Regions from separate parts of the Sus scrofa genome. Here regions 1, 2 and 3 are each linked to region 4. A link is a contact called in public Hi-C and HiChIP or PLAC-seq data. All regions are on one chromosome and are shown on one strand. The core of a region is the stretch at or near the end of the contact, and the rest is flanking DNA. Distances in the headings are between cores, read along the strand shown. Region 1 holds the start of VCP (valosin containing protein). Region 2 holds the start of FAM214B (protein FAM214B). Region 3 holds the start of PIGO (GPI ethanolamine phosphate transferase 3). Region 4 holds the start of SPAG8 (sperm-associated antigen 8).

Region 1 (3,279 bases), core at 253-2,752, 660 kb before region 4:
GGGGACCTTCCTCTGGTTTCCTGCATGAGTCAAGGCCCTCTTCCAGGACCCCAGTGGGCCACAGGGGGCGTGGACAGAGTTCAGTTAAGAGTCATCAAGATGACCTAGAGATAAACTGTCTATGATGCCAGGTTCTAAGAATTTTCGACTTTTAGTACTGGAAACTAAAGAGGGTACTTTAAGTATTAATAAGCAGCCCTTTTCAATAGGCGCCTCAGTAATAAATACTTCACCTCGGTTCAGAAACTTGAAAAAAAGGAACACCTCAAAAAACTGAACTTTCAAGTCTGGAAGGTGCTTTGCATAGAAGAGTTTCCATAGGATGGCAGTGTTCTCCTCCCCCACCCCAACTCCCCCAGTATCTAAAGCTCTTGATTCTAAAATGGGCAGAGGTAGCCAGGTTTTATCTGATGCTTTCCTGAGGAATAGAGAGCTCAGGATTTCTCCACATAGGTAAAAGGCTGTGTGTGTTTGAGAAGTTAGGGCAACTCTAACCTTCACACCACAAAAGGCTGAAATCTAGAAAGGCCCACAAAATACGAACTGAGATTCGAATTTTAGCAAGAACCTAATGAACCCCACTTCCTAACATTATTGAAAACTGACTATAGCCTTCCCATATGAATAAAACAGGAATAATAAAGTATGAAGAAGGCCAGATGGGAAAGGCAGGGCCCGCCCTCTCGGTAACAGCCTCTCACTACTCAGGTCGTAGAGGATGCCAACCACGGGCCAGACCCACCCGGATCCAAAAGGGCCGTCGGGAGCTCCCCTGAGCTCGCCCGGCCTTGCACTGCTCCGGCCTCCTCCTCGGTCTCGGTCTCCCGGCTCCTAAGGCCTTCACGTGGCTCAAAGTCCACGCCCACCGGGCCCAGTTAGGGCGTCAGGCCCAAGTGGCCTGCACTCTCCGGGGACCAAAGGCCTACAACGGGTGGCAGACTGGATCGCAGGTGGACACCCCAAGGCCCCGGGGCTCCGTGCCGGCAGCGTGGGCCCTCAGACCTCACTAGGACAGGACAGCCGTTCGAGAGGAGCCAATCAGGCCGCCCCGGGCCTGCATGACACAGCACGATCCGGCCCAGGCCCCGACCCAGGCCCAAAGCAAGCCCCGCCTAGGGGGCGCACGGGTGCGCGGCCGGGCCCAGCGGGGTCCGCGGCTCCTCATTCGCCCCCTTCCTCTCCTTCCGTCTCCCTCCTTCCCTGTCTCCACCTCCTAGACGCGCCCACAAGCAGGCCTGGCCGGGCCTACCCAACGCAGGGGATCTCCCAGTGCGCGCACTCGCAGCGGGAGGACGGGGGGCGCGCACACACTCACTCAGCTCCGGAGGCCATGGCGCGCGCTTCTCCCGGCCAACGGCTGTGGCGGCCCGCAGGTAACGGCTACGAAGGGTGGCAGGCGACCGACTCGGCCGGTGCTCGGCTCTCCCGGGCGGAGGGTGAGCGGCAACGACAAACCCGCAGACGGCCTCCCTTTCGCTTCCTCCCAGAGGCACCAGGGCGGTAAGCGGGCGGGGGACGCTAGCGCCTGATCCGCGAGGGGGCAGCGGCAGCGACAACTCAAACGACGGCTGCAGACGCTTTGCGAAGACTGAGGCGAGAAGAGCCGAATCATCGGAAGGAGAGGTGCTCACAACTCAGCCAATCAGCGCCTGCCCTGGGTACTCCCGCCCGCCTCTCCGTGCCTCCTCTCCCCAGCAACCCGCGGACCAGAGCCAATCAGGAAATTCGCTTGCGGCCCGGCTCCCGCCTCAGGGATGCAACACGCCTAGTAACGCCACGTCAATTGGCCGCAACGCTACGCTTCCTCGACGGATTGGGACTCTCGACCAATCAACGAAAGGAATGGGGCCAGATCGACTGGCGAAAGGAGAGCCTTTAACCCTGGGAGGCTGACTCTCCCACTTGGCTCCAGTTCATTGGCTCCTGAGTTTATCCGGCTAGAAGAACCTGGCACAATGGATTGAACCCTTGTATTAGTCTAGTCCTTTTGTAGTGATAACCCACACACCCATTTTCTTCCAAAACCTGAGTATGCACTCTAACCCCTCTCCTTGCTCCTTCAAAACGCTGGCTCCAGCCACCTCTACTCCGGACTCTTTGGCTAGCATTCCAGCTCTTAATCCACTCTTCCCTGTTGTCATTACACCCTCTGGTAATCCTAATCCCACAAGCTTTATAGTTCCGCAGGGCTTGGAGGTATGTGCTCCTTCTTACCATTGGGTATTAATATTAATAGCTATGCAAAGGACACTCAATTCCGAAGAGGAATCAAAAGACAACCACAGGTAGTTCTCTTGTGGCTCCGCAGGTTAAATGACCCACGTTATAACTGCAGGGGCCTGGGTCACTGCAGTGGCAGAGGTTCGATCCCCGGACCAGGAACTTCCGCATGCCTACCATGGGCGAGGCCAAAAAAAAAAAAAAAAGGAAAAAAAAATAGCAACCGCAGAACACAAACAGATTCAATAGAGCCTAAAGCAGAAGAAAAAAAAAAAAAAAACATTGCTGAGACTTGATGACCTTGGACCCAAAATGCCAGCTTGCCCTGACTATATTCAACAGGCAGCTTTGGTGGTATGGTGACTTAATTCATCCTTTACCCTCTAACCATAGAGACACATTTGACTAAGACCATCGAATCCCAAATTTGGATTAGGGAGGGGGTGAGGTGTCATTCTAACAGACTCAGAGGTCTGCTTGTCCCTTCCTTCTAAGAATCACCTTCCAGACCTACCTAACTCCACTCATTCTGTCGCCTCACCTAGGATCCTGGGTTTGCAGGGGTACTCGCCTTTTTGGCAAGAAGGACTAAAGGCACTGATTCCTGAGTAAGGATTCCTGTAGCCCTTTCTCCTGAGGATCATAAGATAGATGATATTGGGAGAGGGCATCTTAGACAACCCGCACTCAGCTGAATCAGCCAGCTGTGAGCCTTCCCACTCAAGTATGTGCAGTAAGCAGACAGAAGATAGATATCAAATTTTATTCAAAACATAAAAAGGTAAACAGGAAAAAAAGGTACTATCAATAAAGTCAGTGCCTTGTTGTTGGAAGAGGGGCTTTTTCTGGAACCAGAACACCAGTAACTAGAACAAATTTTGCAGGACTACCACCAACCTCTCTAATGTCAGACTTATATTGGAATGGTCAGCTCTAGCCACACTCCCCAAGGAGTGTATTAGCAGAAAGCCCTCCTGACAGGTGGCTCACTGAAGCCCAAGATCAGGTTCTTGGAAACATAGCACCTTCAGGTCACAGGTCTAGAGCAGAGATGTCCGA
Region 2 (2,978 bases), core at 124-2,623, 630 kb before region 4:
CCCAGCAGAGGCTGCAACCTCACATCCCTTCTCAAGTTCAAATGACAATAGTGACCCACCTCTCCAAACATGCATCAAAGACCCTTAGTACTTATTATTTTCCCCTCCTACAGACACCCAGAATTTTTGACGGTCGCAATGTTACCTACCCAGGAGAAGGAAAAGTGTGGGGAAATTTCATTTGTGGCAAGTGGTAAAAATGTGTCTACCATTCACTTGGGGGCCTGCTGGGAAAGACCTTGGTAGTAGTGAGGGTGGGGTCTGGGCCTTGCTGCTAATTATTAGGTCTCTGGCCACTGAGTACAAAGTCTGGGGCAGGCACAGCTCCTAGACATGCAAGGACCGGGCCAGGCCCCAGGGCGAGGAAGGAAGTGGGAAATGAGCACACCCAGAACATAAGGGCAGAGCAAAGTGGGGGAGGTGGGGGAAGACAGGGACCAAGGCAAGCTTCTAGAAGGAACAGGAACTAGAGTGGGGGGTTAACAGGAACAGAATGGGGGAAGGGTCCCCAGAGACACCAACGAAGGGGGAAAAAAAGAAACCAAAAAACCCAGACTCAGCCAGACAGATCCAGAGCTGCCTGAGAAGGTCGCACAAGCCCTAGTGGCAAGTGGGGCCTAGATCCTCTCTAAGAGTGCTCAGGCCTGAAGGTGGAGTTAGGAGTTGAGGAGCCAGGAGCACTGCAGACGGGCTTCTTCACCCCAGCAATTTCATCACCCTCATTCCTAAAACACAGGACACAAACATCTTCCTGGAATCTCTATAATGCCCCCACACTTTCTCAAAGCACTAGGGGTTCTTCCCTCCCCAGCTGGGGCCTGCAACCCCTTCCCTTCGCAGAGTGCCCACAGCCCCATCCCTTCTTCCTCCACACAGGCCATCTGTCCCTCCCACACTCTGGACCACCAGCCCTTCTCCATCACACAACACCCCCTCTTCCCTTTCCCCCTAAGCTCCTTCAGAGTCCCTCCTCCTCAAGTATCTTCTCCAACCCTCCACTTCAAGATAAAGACTTCACCCCCTACCTAGTACTTCCCACCCTCACAAAGCACTCCCGCCCCTCCCCCACAAGGGCTACCGGAGAATGCACCTCCTAGCCCACACAGTGAGCCCCAGCTCCTCCCCTAACTCTGCTTTACTCCACCCTACCCCAGCATTTCTCCCAATTCTCTCCTTCCCTAAAGCGATCCCCACCTCCTCATGTCTGCCCAAGCGCACCCCGGTCCTTGTCCCTTCTTCCACACGCACCCCACCCCACACCTGCAGTTCCGTGAGTCCCGCTGCACCTGGGGAGGTAGTGGATTGGGGCAGTTACACAGCTGCCCCAGCTGCAGCCTCCTCCGGCAAACCTCGCCCCTTTGGTGCGAGCCCCGCCCCCGCAACGACAAGACCCACCCTCCCCCTGTCCCACCTCCCACCTTCCCCCCCCACCCCGCTTGTCCTTTTTCCTAGTTTCTGTAATTCCTGGGGCTCCTCCCCTGTAATACAGGTCCCGCCCCCTCTAAGGCCCCGCCCCTTCTCGTCTTCTCGGCGTCTCCCCATTGAACACTGCTTGCCCGTCGTCCCCTCCAATCCCCGCCCCTTTTTGGTCTCCTTGCTTGTCACTAGGACCCGCCCACTCGGATTCCAGCCTGGCAGAACCGGTGCCAAGCTCCTTTCCAACGCTAGCCCCCTCAGATCTCTGAGCCTCTTCTCCCCCCGCCCCTTCTCCCACTAGCCTCACCCCGGCGCCCGCTCTCCAGCCGGGAACCGCTGGCTCTGATTGGTGGTGGTGGTCCCAATGGATGGTGGAGGAGACAAAGTGATGGCTGCAGGTCGCCTGAGGTCCCACCCCGGCCACGTGCGGCTTCTGTGATGACAGGTTTAGATGGGCGGGGCATGTGCCCTCTGTGTGAGGCCTAGGCTGACCGGATTAGGCTGGAGGTGGGGAGCCAGAGCCAGGGTCAAAGCGTTAGCCTGAAGGCGCCGAGCCTGAATGAGGCCCTCTCAAGCTTTTGCGCTGGTGTGAGCAGCCTGCGGAACTTGAGCCTCTTAGTGAAGCCGTCTGCGTTAGCGCGTGTATTTGCCTTAATGGGGGAGGTCTGTGGGACTTGCAAAGTAGCACAAGGGGTCTCAGGGTTCTGTAAAAATGCGCAAATCTGGTTGACGGGGTCTCAACTCTGTGAGGATGAATAATTTCTGCAGCCTACTCTGTTCAAGAGAGTCTGAATTCTGGGAGACAAGAAGTAAGAGTCAGATGTGTACCTGTAGAGATAGGTCAGAGAGTCGTCTGTGAAATTCATGAGCCTAAGTGTTACTACAGAGTAAGGGGAGCCTGCAATCACTGAAGAAAAGTAGAGCCTTTGCTTTGCACGTGTCAAATCAACTATGTGACAGGAGTTCTGTTGTGGCTCAGCGGTAACTAACCCGACTAGTATCCATGAGGATGCAGGTTCAGTCCCTGGCTTTGTTCAATCCTATGGGTTAAGGATCTGGTGTTGCTGTGGGCTGTGGTGTAGGCTGGCAGCTGCGGCAGCTCTGATTTGACCCGTAGTCTGGGAATTTCCATATGCCGTGGGTGCGGCCCTTTAAAAAAAAGGCAAAACAAAACACAACAAAACAAAAACTATGTGACATTTACACTTCTGTAATTTAATTAGCGTTTGATTCTACTCTCCAACTTCCCGCAACCCTTTGGGTTCTGGAGATAGCAATGGGGAGTCGATGCTTGCCAGCTACCGGTAGATGGCAGCACAGGGCCCTTGCAGAACTCAGAGCTTCTCTGTGGAGTTGGCAGTGCTGAGGACTATGAAGGATCAGACCTGTTAAATTTCTCTCTAAGTCTCAGATTCTTTAGGTCCCTGTGACTTTCTTTCTGTGAGTCGTTAAGATGCTTTTTACTGAACACCAAATGGTGTGCTAGGCAAAAAGTGAAAAAGAAACAAAATTTTTCTGCCCTGATGTGGCTTGTTTGTTTGTATCATCATACAAATACCTGT
Region 3 (2,865 bases), core at 333-2,832, 640 kb before region 4:
GCAGTGAGCCGGTGGTGAGGGCCTTGATACGCTGCATGGTGGTGGTTGGGGGGTCAACTTTTGATTGGTAGAGCCTGGCATGGTGAGGCTGACTTTCCAGGATCCTCTGCAAGGAACTCAGTTTGCCCAGGAAGGGCAACGAGACAGGAGGTTCCCCAGAAACGTGTGAGAACTGGGGCTTTGCAAAGTCAAATCGCAGAGCATCTATCACCACCAACACAAGCCGGGGGAATCGGGAAGCCATCCAGCAGGCCCCAGGCTCCCCTTGGCTCCCCCATGGTAGGAACACGGGGCCTGGGGGCTCTTGGCAGCTGCTGTGGTTGTTGAGTTCCAATCGGGTGAGCAGGAAGCCACTGGTGAAGAGAGCAATGCCGGCATAGAAGAGGAAGCTGACCCAGGCCAGGAAGAGCAGTACTGAGATCTTCTGCATCCTGGTGGTGGCGGGGGAGGGAATTCATAACTGTAAAGCAAAGAACCAGTGGATTTTCTAGTCTCTCAATACAAAGCCCAGCTAGGATCACTTCCTCTTGGAAGTCTTCCTCAAGATAAACACTCCCATAGCCAACCCAGTGCAATGTTCCTCTCCACCAGTTATACCAGAGTTTCTGAAGGTGAGGTGCGCAGACTATGGGCATCGACCTGGAGCGGCTGTTTTAAAATGCTGATTTCCAGGCGCCACCCCAGATCCCCTGAATCAGGATCTTCGGCAATGCAGCACAGGCATTTGCACATGTGCTCCAGGAGATCCTAATGATGGAAAACACAGTCCACGAGAGAAACTTATTCCAAGTGGTAGACTGCTTTCTGACAGCCCGTTTCTCCGCCTCTCTCCTCGCCAATTTCAACACCCCTGGGGTGGTCAAAGCTCGCAGTCGCAGGGGGAATCCCGGCCAGGCTCACGGCGCCGCCTGGCGGGGCTCGAGGGAACGAAAGGAAGGAGTCCTACTCCGCTTCCGGACTGCCAGGATCGCCAAGAGACCAGAAGCGCGAGCTCTCCGGCGCAGCAGAGCAGAGGCGCGAGGTTCTGAGGCGTTTGGGCCTCGCCGGGACCAATCGTCCAGATGGCTCTACCTCCTCCGATGGCCACCCGGCCTCCGCCTAGGCACCCAGACCCGGGTACTAGACCTGCCAGACTGCGACCTCTGTGAGCGGGGTGGGAGGGTTCTTTACTAAGGGGAAAAGGCAGCTTAAGGGGGTTTGGGGAGACCCTGGCTCACCTTAAACGGCGCCCGGAAGTGCAGCGGCGGCGCCGGCGGCCTGGCACCACAGAGGTGCGTGCGCTGGATAGAGCAGCCCGCGAGGGATGCCCATCGCCACCTGCTGGCGCCTCCGAGGAAGTTCGGCAAGGAACGCAGGGCTGGCCAGAGAAGGAATCGGTGGGAGATTATGGTAATTTAGCATTGGGGGCAAGGCACTAAGCTAAAAAGTTCTGGGAACCACTGTCCATTCTTGGTTAAGACTAAGATCTGTGCTTCTGGAACCAAACTTAGCTTAAGTCCTAGCTCTGCCACTCATTGTCATTACTGGGCATTACCTCATCTATAAAATAAGGACAGTATTTATTACCCCCTTTTTGCCAAGCTGACTCCAACTGATGCGTTTTTATTCATTCTCTGCTAGTCTTTCACTAATTTTTTTTTGCCTTTTTTTTTTTTTTTTTTTTTTTTTTTTGCCTTTTCTAGTGCCGCTCCCGAGGCATATGGAGGTTCCCAGGCTAGGGGTCTAATTGGAGCTGTAGCTGCTGGCCTACACCAGAGCCACAACAACGCGGGATCCGAGCCGCGTCTGCAACCTACACCACAGCTCACGGCAACGCCAGATCCTTAACCCACTGAACAAGGCCAGGGCTCGGACCCGCAACCTCATGGTTCCAAGTTGGATTCCTTAACCACTGCACCACTACGGGAACTCCAAGTCTTTCACTAATTCTTACAACGCAATAATAAAAAGACAGTCCAATTTTAAAATCAGCAAAGATATGAAGGACATTTCTCCACAAAAGATAGATGCATGACCAATAAACACATAAGAAGATGCTCAACATCATCAGCCATCAGGGGAATGCTGGAGATACCACCTCAGACCCACGAGGATGGCTGTAATAAAAAAGGTGAATAACAAGTATTGGCGTAGGTGTGAAGAAATGTGAACCCTCATACACTGCTGTTAGAATTGTAAAATGCAACTTTGGAAAACAGTCCAGCAAGTTCTTCAGAAGGTTAATCATAGAGTTACCATATGACCCAGCAATTCCACTCATAGGTATTATACCCAAGAGAAATGAAAAACATGTGTTCACACAAAAAATTGCACACTCGAGGGTTCATGGTAGCATTATCATAATAGCCAAAAGGTAGAAACAACACAAATGCCCTTCATTGATGAATGGATGAACAAAATATGCTATATCTATACAATAGAATAGTGTTTGGCAAAAAAAAAAAAAAAGATGAGTATTGCTACATGCTACTACATGAATAAAACTTAAAAAACACGCTAAGGGAGTTCCCATCGTGGCGCAGTGGTTAATGAATCCGACTGGGAACCATGAGGTTGCGGGTTCGGTCCCTGCCCTTGCTCAGTGGGTTGAGGATCCGGCGTTGCTGTGAGCCATGGTGTAGGTTGCAGACACAGCTCGGATCCCGCGTCGCTGTGGCTCTGGCATAGGCCAGTGGCTACAGCTCCGATTCGACCTCTAGCCTGGGAACCTCCATATGCCGCGGGAGCGGCCCAAAGAAATAGAAAAAAAAAACAAAAACAAAAAAACACGCTAAGTAAAAAAGGCAATAAATAACAAAATAGCACATATTATTCCATTTACAGTAAATCTACAAAGTAAAGTAGTGGTTGTCTAAGGCTGGGGGG
Region 4 (3,346 bases), core at 826-3,325:
TCAGGGAATGGACAGAGTGGGGGGGAATCTGGTTAAGACACAGGCCCCAAAGAAAACTATTTGGGAAAAGGAAGGAGAATCAGGTTTTGCCCTTACATCCATCAGACAATCCATAGTCCCACCCGATATTCCTTCCTCTCCTTTTTTCTCTCATGGACTCGTTCTGGTCCGTTCTCTCATACTTCGTACCTCGGACTGGCTGAGAGTGGTTTCCTGGGGGCTGGTATGAATCTTTCTGGGTGGTTCTGGAGGACATGGGTGACTGTGGCCACAAGGTCAGCAGCCCCTGGTGTCCATGTCGGAAAAAGAAACTCTCAGAGCCATCTTGCATGCTTGGGACTTGATCCAGGTGGTTGGTGGCTCTCTGTGGGTCCCAAGTAGAATGACCATGATATCCTTTCTGGTACCCACCCTCATCAACTGGGGGCAGCTTTCAAGCAGAGAGAGCAGGTCAAAACCTTAATACCTCCTCCTCCCAGTTGTAGAGAAGGCACTGGCCCCGTGGCAGTGTTTCACTGGGTATCTTACTCTTCCCTTCAACCTCAGAGGGCTTCCAGTGTCCTCGGGTGCCAGGTTCTGATACTTGCAAAAATTTCCAGGGTTGTTTCTGAGGCTCCCAGTGGCTGTCGTGACTCCAGGAGGCATAATTAGGGACCAGATCTGCCCTTGGGTTTCTGAAGCCTGGAGGAGCAGAGGAGCTGAACCCAGGGTCATGGCCACAGCCTGGACTATGCCTAGAATCAGAGGCAGGACCGGGACCAGTGCCTTCACCAGATCTACCACCAGGGCCTGGACCAGAGCCACCACCAGGACCAGAACTGGTGCCAGGACCAGGACTAGAGCTGGAGCCAGGAACAGGGCCAGAGCTGGAGCCAGGAACAGGGTCAGAGCTGGAGCCAGGAACAGGGCCTTGGCTAGAGATAGGATCATTTGCAGTGTAGGAATTTCGAGCAATATGGGAGACCTGGACAGGCTCAAAGCCAAGTCTCCCATGGCCTATCTTGTGGGTAAATCTGGGGGTGGTGTGGTGCGCCGCAGTAAGATTGTCAGAGAAGGGCTCCAGGAGAAGGCTCCGTTCTGAGTAGGGCGCTGGGGTCTGTGTAGATAATGCAGCTGCCTTGGCAGTGGAGGCAGCTGCAGTGGCTGCAGCAGCTGCTGAGGCTGCTGCAGTTGCAGCTGCCAGAGCCGACCTATGACGGCCATCCAAAGAAGGCAAGGGATCTGAAGTGGTCCCTAGTTCTTCGGAGCTAGGCTGTTCGTCTAAAGAGCTGAAAAAAAGTGAAAAAGGCAAAGTCGTCAAAAGGGCAGCGGGGGAAGTCCACTGACCTTCCTTGTCCCCTTATGCCTGCAGCCAGAGCTGCAGATCTCACCGCGATGGCGATAGCTCTGTGGAGTCAGTGGTTTCCATCTTGCGACACTCGCTACTGGGTACTGCGTTGCTATAGAGACGGCAAACCATTCCAGGAGACTGCGCAGAACTAGAGCTGGGCGGACGTGGAGGGCGGGGGTGGGGGTGGGGGTGGGGGTGGGGGTGGGGGTGGAGGCAAGTTCTCTGCGGGGCGGAAGTCTTGAATCTGGTGCACTCTGGGAAGTGCGCTTTCCATCCGGCCTGGCTGCTAAGATTCGCCGGCCTAAGGTCTCGCCCTTCATACCCGCGCAGGACTTTTGGAGGCTTTCTAAAGTGGTTCTTTGTGTTGAATACAGGCACAGTGCTGTGGAATCAGACAAAAGCCTACTTGATGTGTTTCTACAAGGGACAATGGTAGCTTCCCCTAATTTCATTCTCAAAAGTGGGGCATCTTTTTAAAATTTTTAAGGTGGAAAATACATCAGACAACAGCTTAAACAGAATGGTGAGACATGGGGCAGCAGATGTTTTGAGTGTGATAACTTCTCCAATGAAAGGCCCTCACCTTGACCCTCCTCCTTCCAGACCCCCTTATAACTTGGCTTGGTATCTGAATTGAGCAAGTCTTGGGATACTGGCTTTACTTATTCAGGCACATTCTTAGAACTGCTGCTTTTCTAGAAGTTTAACCCAGGTGGACCATGAGTCATGAACTCATAGATACACAGGCAAGTGCTCCTTTGACTGCATCATGGGCTTCCTTAGTGTTTCAGACCATAGTCAAGGGGGATCAAAGTCTTGAATCAGTTTTCTTTTCTATTTGAGGTATAAATCTTTATATATTTAAGACAGGGATCCAGAATTGAGGGAGAACAAGTTTATTGGCATCATTGGGTCCTGTTATTTCCCTACCCCGTCCAAGCATCCAAGTCTGGGGTCCTTGGTCCTTTGGTAGGTTCAACCTGGAGGCCACTGGAGCTGTCTGCCCCCAAGTACATGAATGTGCAGGTGATACACAGACTGTGCACCCAGCTTCCCATCGTTGATCACTGAAATGGTGCGTCGGGTTAGGGGGTTAAGATGGTCAAAGAATGAAGATCATATTGAGAGGTTAGATCAATTGATGGTGAGGGGCTCAAGGGCCAAATGTCACTCACCAAGTCGGTATCCATCTCCCAGTCCTTCAGCCTTTGCTGTCTTCTTTGCCACAAGGAGAAGGTGTCCTAAAAGCTACAGGGAAAGGGGAGGGAGACAGGTGGCTTCATTTACAGGGAACAAAACCTTTCCCTCAGCCAAACCCTGGCCCTGTTCTTCCCACCTGCTGGTCTTCTTCTTCAGCCTGGCTAATCCGGGGAATGGGCTTCTTAGGAATGACCAGGAAGTGCACAGGAGCCTGAGGGGCCACATCACGGAATACAAGACACTGGGAGCAGTGAACATGCCAGAGGCCACCATGTTAGTTCAACAAACTGGATGGTATTTATGAAATTCTTAAGGGGATGGGTCCTAAGGGTACCCCACCTGCTGGTCCTCATATAGAATGTCAGCTGGGAGGCTTCGATCCAGGATCCGGGAGAAGATGGTTGGGGCTGCTCCCCCAGGAGCTGCCCGCTGGGCCTTGGCCACTTCATTCCCATCAGTCACACCTGCAGCTCCTCGGACCTGCAGGTGGGTCAGACACACCCACGGGAGGGAGTTGGCAATACCACTCTCCCATGTAATCAGTTGGGGCTGACAGAGGCTGGGCTTTGAAAGGCATTAATTTCACCCTTCCAAGAACCTATTAGTGGTTCCCAACCAGGGGAAAAGCTCCTCGATTTCAGAGCATCAACAGCAGAGAGCAAGGCCAGATACTGCTGGGCCTAGTTAGGTAACAGGCCGTATTACAATGCAGGATTCAGCAGTGCAGTCGACTACTGCTCCTAAAGTGTTGAGGAAATCTAGCGCTGTTTCAAGGGAAAGGATCCAGAATGAAAACCTGGAGGTTTAGGTCCCAGT

Evidence for each region. A called contact is a pair of places that touch in the nucleus more often than the background predicts. HiChIP or PLAC-seq counts read pairs in DNA pulled down with a chosen protein or histone mark.
Region 1: a Hi-C map of alveolar macrophages shows a contact between it and region 4, with 2.9 times the contacts expected there. The contact joins the promoter of VCP here to the promoter of SPAG8 in region 4. A contact is called at or near these places in 1 of 5 promoter capture datasets (fetal liver), 2 of 47 Hi-C or Micro-C datasets (alveolar macrophages and liver) and 1 of 2 datasets of contacts at active chromatin or transcription factors (alveolar macrophages).
Region 2: an H3K27ac HiChIP or PLAC-seq map of alveolar macrophages shows a contact between it and region 4. The contact joins the promoter of FAM214B here to the promoter of SPAG8 in region 4. A contact is called at or near these places in 2 of 5 promoter capture datasets (fetal liver and liver), 3 of 47 Hi-C or Micro-C datasets (embryonic fibroblasts, heart right ventricle and skeletal muscle) and 1 of 2 datasets of contacts at active chromatin or transcription factors (alveolar macrophages).
Region 3: a contact with region 4 is called in an H3K27ac HiChIP or PLAC-seq map of alveolar macrophages. The contact joins the promoter of PIGO here to the promoter of SPAG8 in region 4. A contact is called at or near these places in 1 of 5 promoter capture datasets (fetal liver), 2 of 47 Hi-C or Micro-C datasets (alveolar macrophages and liver) and 1 of 2 datasets of contacts at active chromatin or transcription factors (alveolar macrophages).

What each region holds. Positions count from the first base shown.
Region 1 is chr1:235,868,104-235,871,382 of Sscrofa11.1, forward strand. It overlaps VCP (valosin containing protein), which reads right to left and starts at 1,503. Exons shown (of 17, transcript NM_214280.1): 1 at 1,316-1,503. The coding sequence starts at 1,332. It overlaps FANCG (Fanconi anemia group G protein), which reads right to left. Exons shown (of 14, transcript XM_003121983.6): 14 at 2,970-3,279. The coding sequence ends at 3,261.
Region 2 is chr1:235,905,769-235,908,746 of Sscrofa11.1, forward strand. FAM214B (protein FAM214B) reads right to left here and starts at 1,374. Exons shown (of 9, transcript XM_013986310.2): 1 at 1,287-1,374.
Region 3 is chr1:235,886,756-235,889,620 of Sscrofa11.1, forward strand. PIGO (GPI ethanolamine phosphate transferase 3) reads right to left here and starts at 1,583. Exons shown (of 10, transcript XM_021065447.1): 1 at 1,218-1,583; 2 at 1-460. The coding sequence starts at 430.
Region 4 is chr1:236,530,106-236,533,451 of Sscrofa11.1, forward strand. SPAG8 (sperm-associated antigen 8) reads right to left here and starts at 2,076. Exons shown (of 7, transcript XM_005660229.3): 1 at 1,371-2,076; 2 at 467-1,268; 3 at 190-364. The coding sequence starts at 1,459. It overlaps HINT2 (histidine triad nucleotide binding protein 2), which reads right to left. Exons shown (of 5, transcript NM_001244328.1): 2 at 2,870-3,010; 3 at 2,667-2,741; 4 at 2,506-2,578; 5 at 2,211-2,397. The coding sequence ends at 2,306.